Regions from separate parts of the Mus musculus genome. Here regions 1 and 3 are each linked to region 2. The links are chromatin contacts, called in public Hi-C and HiChIP or PLAC-seq maps. All regions are on one chromosome and are shown on one strand. The core of a region is the stretch at or near the end of the contact, and the rest is flanking DNA. Distances in the headings are between cores, read along the strand shown. Region 1 has its middle 33 kb from the start of 9130221F21Rik. Region 2 overlaps Gm38832 (a long non-coding RNA gene). Region 3 holds the start of Vamp8 (vesicle-associated membrane protein 8).

Region 1 (2,994 bases), core at 302-2,801, 160 kb after region 2:
ATTTTAATCATATTCACCCCCATTACCCTTTTGGGGGTTATCTATTTCTCTTCACCTAGAAAGAAAGGCCAACAATAGACCAAATAAATGATTTGTGATGACTATTCTTAGTTGCCAACTTGACTACATCTGGAATGAACTACAATAAAGAAATGGAGGGCACACCCATGAGCTATTACTGGTTTGAAGTGGGCGAATCTACTTTTAGTTTGGACTTTTGAGGTAGGAAGACACACACACCTTTGATCTGGAGTCGTTTGTTTGTTTGTTTGCTTGTTTGTTTGTTTTTCGAGACAGGGTTTCCCTGTATAGCCCTGGCTGTCCTGGAACTCACTTTGTAGACCAGGCTGGCCTCGAACTCAGAAATCTGCCTGCCTCTGCCTCCTGAGTGCTGGGATTAAAGGCGTGTGCCGCCACTGCCCGGCTTTGATCTGGATCTTGAGGCAGGAAGATACACCTTTAAGAAGGCCATACCTTCTGCTGGAAGCCTACATGAGGACATGGAAGAAGGAAGCTTTTGCTTTTTGCCTGCTTGCTCTCTCCTTGCTAGTACGTCCATTCCTCAAGGACATTGGAGTCTATTCCTCTGGAAGTCTGGCATATTCTGAAGGCCTGCTGATGTTGTGCCAGGAAATGTGCATGAACCCCAAAAGACCACCAAGGAGCCAACTCCCTCTGGTGTGGTCACACTGGGGTCTCTTTATTACAAACTCGAGTTTGGCCTTACTCACGGCCATAGGATGGTCTGGTGAAGCAGCCCAAACTCTCATCTGGACAAGGTTTTATAGAAAATGGAAGTGAGTGAGTGGGGGTCCAGCCTGGCAAGCATCTAACTGAATGTCTGTTGTAAGCCTACAGGTGGGTGCTCTGACGCAAGATTGTACACAATAACAAGCAATCTTAAAGTTCATCTGAAACAATCACACTAATCTTTGATTAAGCATTGCTAGGAAGTAGCAAGGGAGTAACTCTGGCCAAGGACAAGCCGTAGGATCCTTCCTGGTACTTGGGTGCAGCTTGAGTTCACCTGTGGGCCAAGTTCTCAGGTCTTTTCTTTTCTTTTTTTTTTTTCCTGTCCTTTTAAGATGGAGTCCAGTCCCAAGATAGAGTAGGTTTGGCCTCTCACCGAGAGATCCAGACTTGTACTCTGAGCAAAAGCTGAACCCTTGGACTTTCATTTACAGCAAGCCATTATTGAAAAAATACACACACACACACACACACACACACACACACACACACATACACACACACACACAGCCTGCAGATCCAGATGTAGAACTTTCAACTATTCTCTCACACCGTGTCTGCCTGTATGCAACCATGCTCTCTGCCATGATAATGGATTGACCCCTGAAATTGTAAGCGAGCCCCAATTAAATGCTTTCTTTTACAAGTGTTGCCTTGGTCCTGGTGTCTGTTCACAGCAATAGAAACCCTGATTAAGACACTGGCTCTAAATTCACAGAGATCCACCTGCTTCTACCACCCCACTTCTGGGATTGAAGGTGTGAGTCACTATGCCTGGCTTATATTTTTATCTCATAAGAATGCCAGGTGATGGAAACTCAGCCATAACCATGTGCAGACAGGGACAGCTGAGGTCTTTAACACAGCCTCCCTGCCTGGGGCAATCCCCTCTCCTGTAGGCAGACCTCTTCGAACTCTCCCAGGTTCTCTAACTTCACTCAGTCCTGCATGAGCTGTAAAAGGGAAGGGATGAAGCTGCCATTTTACAGATGAAGCACCCTAAGATTTCCCAAGTGGAAAGCCTGTGCCTGCCCTCCTCTCTCCTAGTCCTTGGGGGCATCACCTTGATCATTTAGTCATTCGTTAAGGGTTCTTTTATGATTGCCTTTAACTGGGATGTGGGGAGATTAGATTCCTGCCCTTAAAGGGGCAAAGGCATGTCCACAGAGCTGGGTTATAGGGAACCATAACCACAGGGCCAGCAGGGCAACCCACAGGGTAGTGAGTGAGCAAAGACAGTTCCTCCTGCCCAGGCTGCAGCATCCCTACAGGGAGCACACAGCTTCCTACAAGCTGGGTTGAAGGCAAATGCATTCAAATAGTATGGAAATATAGAGGCCAGCTGTTTTTTAGAGACAACTTTTAAAAGTAAGACCAATGGTTGCAGAGATTCCCAGAAATGCTTTAGATGTAGAAAGAAGCACACAAAGGTGCTGAATTGTTGGTTAGTTTATTAGTTTAACAGAATTTCATAGCTCAGGTTGGCATCAAACTCAGTGTACTCAAGGCTGGCCTTGAACATTTGATCCTTCTGCCTCTAAATTTTAAGATTTATAGGTTTGTATCACCATGCCTGTCTAATACTGATCTTAGAAAAAAAGTGTGTGTGTTTGTGTGTGTGTGTGTGTGTGTGTGTGTGTGTGTGTGTATACCACATGTACATGTGTGTGTGTGTGTGTGCAGGTTTTAGTGTCTGTAAGCTAACAGAAGCCAGGAAAGACAGTTGTCCTGGTCTGTCACTTTCTGCTTATTCCTCTGAGACAGACCTCTCACTGAACCTGGAGCTGGTGGTCAGTAAGCAGGACCCTTATGCCCCTGCTATTGCTTAGAAATTTCCTTCAAAGCTAATCAGTCCATCTGGGATGGAAGCTAGTTAAGACTCAGAAAGTAAACAACTCAGAAATCTCAGGAAGTCCCTGAAACTTACCGGATTCACATGGTCTCCCTCCCCAAGGTTATATAAGCAATAATGGCTGTTGAGGAGGAGAGGCTATGACCTGTTGAGCTGTCTGAAAGTTGCGCAGAGAGCTCTAGGGTTACAGCATCATTGAATCATCAGCCATACTGGAATGGCTTGCAGTAATAAATCTGTCTTCGAGTCATCCATGTTTCTATAATCTCTCACCCATAGTCATATAAATTAGTGGTTAAACAACTTGAAATTTGGTGGTACTTTGTTTGTTATTGGTTTCCTAACTGGGTTATGTATAAATTTATTCACATTCCCCGGGAATAGTGTCACAC
Region 2 (3,299 bases), core at 704-3,203:
GTAGTTACCTTTCTCCTTCGGTAGTGTGCTGAGCACCCTCAAGTATCCAGAACAGTAGTCTATAGGGTGATGGCTGTATGTAGGCATCAACTCTACTTCTCTGTGTTCAGTGAGTTGTGTGGTTGTTGTCTCCAGGAATAGGGCTTTACTATCAGTTTAAGGACAACAGCCAAAAGCTTTGGCAACAGCCTGGGTTGGTTGGGAGTTCCAATGGGATGCCTTTGGCCAACGACTCAATTAGATATAACCCATTACCAGCACAAGAAGCTCATTTGGTGACCAGAAATGTCCAGTTGGGGTTCCATCTCCCATTATTTGATCATTTCATTTAGATTTAGGACACTTCTATTGTGTTAGTTTCCCCATGACCCCTCAAATGGCTCTTAGTGCTATCAGTCTCTTCCCATATTCTTTCCCTTACTTCTTCTTTCCTCCTGTCCCCATTTTATCCTCCTGTTCCTGCCTCCCCTGTCCACTTATACTTACCTGTTTTATTTCTCCTTCCTAGGGACATCCCTCCCTCCCTCCCTGCTAGTCCCTTACTCTCTGCCAAACCTCTGTGGTTATCTGGATGGTAGCCTGCTTATTAAAGACTCAACAGCTAACATCACAAATAAACAAGCGTATGCCAAAGTTGTCTTTCTAGGTCTAGGTTACTTCATTCAGGATGATGTTTTTATTTCCTAATTTCATGACTTTATTTCTCTAATGGCTGAATGCATTCCATTATGTAAACTTATCACATTTAAAAATATATATTCATCCATTGGTGGACATCCAGGCTGTTTCCAATTTCTGGTTATTATGAATAGAGCAGCAATGAACATGGTTGAGCAAGTAATGTATAGTATAGTACCGTATAGTATGATATAGAATAGTACCGTATAGTATGGTATAGAATAGTATGGTATGGTAGCATGAAGTAGCCTTTAGGTAGATGTCCAAGAGTGGTATAGTTGGATCTTAGGTAGATCAGTCCCCATCTCCCTGAGGGTCACCACACTGATTTCCATAGTAGCTGTGCAAGTGTGCACTCCCACCAGCAGTGGAGGACTGACCCCTCCCTCCATGTCCTCACCAGCATCTGCTGTCACTTGTTTTATTGAACTTGATCATTGTGACTGGTATAAGATGAAATTTCAAAGTTGATTTGCATTTCTCTGATGACTAACAATACTGAACATTAAAGTACTTCTCAGCCATTTGTATTTCCTCTTTTGAGAATTTTCTGCTCATATATGTACCCCATTTTTAATTGGGTTGCTTGTTTTCTTGATGTCCAGTTTTTTCATTCTTTATACATTTTAGAGATATTAGCACTCTATTGTTGGTAAAAAAAAAATCTTTTCCCATTCTGTAGTCTATTACTTTGTCTGAGTTATGATGTCCCCTGCCACACAGTAGCTTTTCATGAGGTTCTATTTGTGAATTATGTTCTCAGTGTCTATGCTAATGGTGTTCAGTTCAGAATGTCTTCTTCTGTGTCAATGAGTTCAAAACTATTTTCTACTTTTTCTTCTATCAGGTTCAGTGTATCTGATTTTATGTTGAGGTCTTTGCTTCATATGGAGTTTGGGCAGTGTTGTAAATATAGATCTATGTGGATTCTTCTACGTGCAGACAGCCAGTTTGACCAGTACCATTTGTTGAAGAAGCTGGGCTTTTTGTTTGTTTGTTTGTTTGGGCTTTTTTGTTTTGTTTTCCTCCCAGTGTGTGGTTTGACCCATGGGAATTGATGTTCTTCCAGAAAGAGATGACAGAGAAACAAAGATCGGGGACAAAGGCATGAGAGGGGAAGAGGAGCCTCTAGCTAGGACATCAGATAGGAAATGCGCAGACGGAGCGGGAAGGTTCTGTGTGTGCTCCAGCTGCTGGAACCCTGCAACAGTCAGTCAGGGCTGGAAGCTCGGCACTAAGAACAGTACACACGGCTTCACGACACTAGGTGGCGCTGCGTACCGGCTCATGAGTAATAGTCACTGGTTTTCTTTTCAAAAGCGAAGTCCCAGTGAACAGGCTCTGCTGAGTGGAGAAACTGCCAGAGGGGCTGTGACTGGCTCCCGCGCACACCAGTGCTGATGCAAAGTTAGGCTCCTAACTCCTGTTCTTGGCTTTCAAAGAATCTAGATAAATGGCTAGCAGAATCCTGAGTCAGAAGGCAGCCTGAAGGATGCTGAGGCCCAGACCGCCAGCCCCAATCGGTTTTCAGTGTGGCCCAACAAGAAGTCAGATTTCTTGCATCCCCCTTCCCAGGACACTCAACGCCCAGGTCCCCATGGCTTCTTCTATCCGCAGTCACATTGTTGGTTTTTAACGATGGGTCAAGGGAATCTTCCACTAGTATTCCCCTGGGAGTCCAACTGCCTTTTGCCCTGACAATGATCTCAGTTTGGCCTGCAAAGTTTCAGCTGAGGTCATGCCTGAGCCTACATTTGTCAGTTTGGTTTGGTAAGATAAAGTGAGCCATGCCATGCTGTGCTTTGAGAAAGTATATCCTGTTGTGAGTTGACAGTGTGTGTCACTTCCTTCCCTCAGCAAGCTCACTCTGTCTGCACTGAGTTCCAGCCTCTTGCCTCCTGCCTCCTGTTGATCACCCCCTGGCCTGGGCTCAGACTTGCTGAAAATGGCGTTTTGTCCCATGGTTAATAGCTTTGATGTCTGAAGCTACTGCTGGCTTCCAGCCATAAGGCCTGACCCTGCGTCCAAAAGCTTTTATTAAAAGAAGAAATGGGATGGGAAAAAAACTGGTAGTGTGCTTGCTCTTTGAGTGTGAGGCTGGGAGTTCAGATCCCAGAACCCATGTAAATGCCAGATGGGCAATCCCAGCGTTGGGAAGGCAGACAGGGGTGCCCAGAGCAAGCCTGAAAGCTAGACTAACCAGTATTGGTGAGTTCTGGGGTCAACTGGGAGATGCTAACTCAGTGAGTTAAGTGATTAACTCGGAGATCAAGTGAGACTTAATGTCAATCTCAGGTGCACAAGTGTGCACACATGTACCAGCACACACACACGTACACACACACATACACACATACACACACACACACACACACACACACACACACACCCCAATCTACCTTAAACCTGCTTACTGCAGCTTTACATGTGAGTGTGTATGAGAGAGAGAGAGAGGGAGAGGGAGAGGGAGAGAGAAAGAGACAGAGACAGAGATAGAGGGGGACAATGCAGGAAGGATACAATGCATAGGCAGGTAGTTTTTCCTCTAAAGTCAGAGTTCCTGTGGGTGGCCCATCTTTCCTCCAGCATGGAATTTTCCTAGAGGAACCCTGATGCCGACG
Region 3 (2,816 bases), core at 302-2,801, 230 kb before region 2:
CAGCTAAGAGCACGTGCTACTCTTGCATAGAAGGGTCCAGCTCCCAGCACCCACATCAGGTGTCTCACAACTGTCTGCAACTCACCAGAGAACCTAACCCCTCTGCCCTCAGGCACACACACACACACACACACACACAGACACACACACAGACACACACACACACACTTAAAGATAATAAGATAAAAACTTTTAGCCGGGAGTGGTGATGCACACCTTTAATCCCAGCACTTGGGAGGCAGAGGCAAGTGGATTTCTGAGTTCGAGGCCAGCCTGGTCTACAAAGTGAGTTCCAGGACAGCCAGGGATATACAGAGAAACCCTGTCTCGGAAAAAAAAAACAAACAAATAAACAAAAAAAAAAAAAACCCAAAAAAAAAACCCAAAAAAACCAACAACAACAAAAAAAATTTTTAAAGATTTTTTTAAAGTGTTACTAGTTGCTTTAATTTGCTTCTGTAAAACTAAGCGTGCAGTGTTTGTAGATATAGCTCCTCCATGGCTGCCTGAGCAGGCACGAGGGAAAACACATAAGTGTCCCAAAATGATTCCGGGATTCTAAATTTATTATAGCCAACAAAATGAAACAAAACAAAACCCCTCTTATTTGTTGGAGGAGCTAAGATTTCCTCCTTGACGGTGTTATTTACTCTGGGGTGGGAAAGAATGTCTGTTCTCTTTCTGCCCTGTTATTGTTCTGTCTTGACAAACTCCATCCGGAGAAGAGCAGATTTTCTCTGGCGGAGAGCCACATGTGGTGGAAAAACCCTTTACTCTTAGGCCCCCATCCTAATCTGTCTGACAACCCTCTGACAACTGACCAGGGTCACCAACCCCCACGGTGACCTTTGGAAGGAAGTGTAGGACTGCTCAACTCCAGAAGGAAAGGAGGGGCTGGTGAGTGAGCCATTTCCCCGACTGTCCTGTGTCCTGTGACAAGGATAAGGTGCCCTGCCCCTGCTGTTTGCACTCCTCCCACTGCCTGAGGTCAGCCTTAGCACCCGAAGAACATTAGAGGGGGACAAAGATCCCACCCCCAGGGCCAACTTGGAATTTTCCTGGAGATTTTAAAGACTTTAATTATGTGTATGTGTGTGTATGTATGCACACGTATGTTCACATACCCACAGAGGCCAGAAGAGGGCATCTGGACCGCCCCTGCCCCCCCCCCCCCCCCGAGATGCAGATACAGGTGTCTGTGAGCAGCCAGGGGTGGGTGTAGGGACCTGAACCTGGGTTACTGCAAAAGCAGCGGGTGATCCCAACTGCTGACCCATCTCCCTAGCCCCCGTTTTCTGGGGGATCTTAGAGCTCTCTTCTCATACAGGATGGCCCTTGGGGACAAAGGTTGCCCAACAAGGTATCTTCGCCTGTACATTCGTTTCTATCTAAATAATGCTAATGTAAGTCCCTGAAAAACTAGAATTACTTCTTTGAAGCATAAAAGAAGTTTCTGAAAACTTAGGAGGACTGTTGATCCTTCTTTTCTCCTTCCCCCCTCCCCCAACCCTGTTGCTTAAGCTTTTGTTTGGGAGGAGACTAGGAGGACGGCAGCAGAGGGCAGCCGCCTACCTGGAGAAACCTGCAGTTACGTGTGTGGCAGGAGCCGGAGTGGCTGGAGTCGCGGGATGGTCAGGAGGCGGGCTGAAAGTTGGAGTAAGCAGGAAGTGAAGCTGTGGCTGCCTTGGGTGGAAACAGACTAGGCGAAGTTCTGCTTTGAGAGGCCCAAGTGCTCCGAGACATGGTGAGTGACGTGGGGACCAAGAAAAGAGCGAGTTAGAGCAGCTGCCAGAGGGGGATCGGGCCTGGGGGTTGCCTGTGTCGAGAAAGGTAAGTTGGCGGCAGTCAGAGGGCTGGCGGGGTTGGGCCAGCGCTGCCTCTGTCTCCTTACTTTTGACAACTCCTCCACAAATAGCTCCGCACTCCGGGCCAGGGGTTCCTGACACTTCTCCACCTCCTTCCTCCCGTGACCTCGGTGCTGGATCCGATCAGGATTTCGGTGGGGGTTGGGGGACCCAAATTCCAAGCCGAGCTGCTGCGCCGCGCCCTCCCCCTCCTCCGCCTCCTCCAGCTGGGCCTGAGCCCGGTGTTGTGACATTACCGGGCCACAAGCGTTCCTGCTCTTTGGGGCTCAGATTCCAGCCCCGCGGACTGGAGTTCTCCCCCTTACCCTCGCACTGTATCTATGCAGACACCCAGAGGATCTATCTGCCTGGCCACCAAAAGCACCACCCTTTTCTAGAAACATTAGCAACAGTGCCAAGGGTTTGTAAAGCAGCCAGATGGCGGTTCTTCCCGATAATCTAGCTTCAGCCCACACCCGTGGCCGGTACCTGAGGCCCCCTGGGTCCCTAAGGGAGGAGTCAGGCCTCTTCCCTCCTTGTTCAAAAGCCTTATCTAGAGGCCTCCTGGATAGAGCGACCGCAGCAGGAAGGACTTTTATTAATATCTGCATAAGCAGGCGGTGGTGTGCGGCCTACCAGGCGTTAAATTGTGGGGAAAGCAGAAGTATATGGTCCAACGGCACATGATGCCTTCTGGGGGCCACATCCACTGAACCGGGGCTACACTGCCCAGTAGGCTGGAACCAGAACTCACCAACAGCTGTCTGGAGAAGGGCATTTATTTGGGTTGGGCCGGGCAAGAGTGTGCTGCTGGTCAACTCTCACAGTTTTAGAGAGAACCCACTAGGATTGAGCCGAGGGAGGCTACAGGAACCAGTTAATAGTTCTTGGCTGTGCTCTGCTGAGGAAACGTCAGCTGGGTTTTCTCCTTGACCCTCTTTGTGGAGTCAAGACAGGGGCAGTCGTGTGCTG

Evidence for each region. Hi-C and Micro-C count contacts between places; a contact is called where the count stands out from the background. HiChIP or PLAC-seq counts read pairs in DNA pulled down with a chosen protein or histone mark.
Region 1: a contact with region 2 is called in a Hi-C map of bone marrow-derived macrophages, with 38 read pairs. The contact joins two enhancer-like sites. A contact is called at or near these places in 2 of 39 promoter capture datasets (both in liver), 1 of 15 datasets of contacts at CTCF or cohesin (large pre-B cells), 32 of 484 Hi-C or Micro-C datasets (the AtT-20 cell line, B cells, the C2C12 cell line and 15 more), 12 of 115 datasets of contacts at active chromatin or transcription factors (the NIH/3T3 cell line, bone marrow-derived macrophages, embryonic stem cells and 6 more) and 1 of 9 other capture datasets (embryonic stem cells).
Region 3: a FOXA1 HiChIP or PLAC-seq map of pancreatic cancer cells shows a contact between it and region 2. The contact joins the promoter of Vamp8 here to the enhancer-like site in region 2. A contact is called at or near these places in 1 of 39 promoter capture datasets (neutrophils), 2 of 484 Hi-C or Micro-C datasets (CD8 T cells and embryonic stem cells), 2 of 115 datasets of contacts at active chromatin or transcription factors (microglia and pancreatic cancer cells) and 1 of 9 other capture datasets (adipose tissue).

Annotation. Positions count from the first base shown.
Region 1 is chr6:72,008,243-72,011,236 of GRCm38.p6, reverse strand. No RefSeq gene overlaps it. Among named protein-coding and RNA genes, the nearest start is that of 9130221F21Rik, 33 kb to the left of the region's middle. Within about 2 kb of position 1,551, at least 15 of the 459 cell types and tissues checked have an H3K27ac peak or open chromatin away from gene starts, as enhancers often do. A contact at or near this core is called in the C2C12 cell line, the NIH/3T3 cell line, bone marrow-derived macrophages and 1 more, where this site is marked.
Region 2 is chr6:72,163,730-72,167,028 of GRCm38.p6, reverse strand. The region is part of intron 1 of Gm38832 (a long non-coding RNA gene); the gene reads right to left. Among named protein-coding and RNA genes, the nearest start is that of Gm38832, 3.5 kb to the right of the region's middle. Within about 2 kb of position 1,953, at least 42 of the 459 cell types and tissues checked have an H3K27ac peak or open chromatin away from gene starts, as enhancers often do. A contact at or near this core is called in the C2C12 cell line, CD8 T cells, the NIH/3T3 cell line and 4 more, where this site is marked.
Region 3 is chr6:72,389,402-72,392,217 of GRCm38.p6, reverse strand. It overlaps Vamp8 (vesicle-associated membrane protein 8), which reads left to right and starts at 1,551. Exons shown (of 3, transcript NM_016794.3): 1 at 1,551-1,744. The coding sequence starts at 1,742.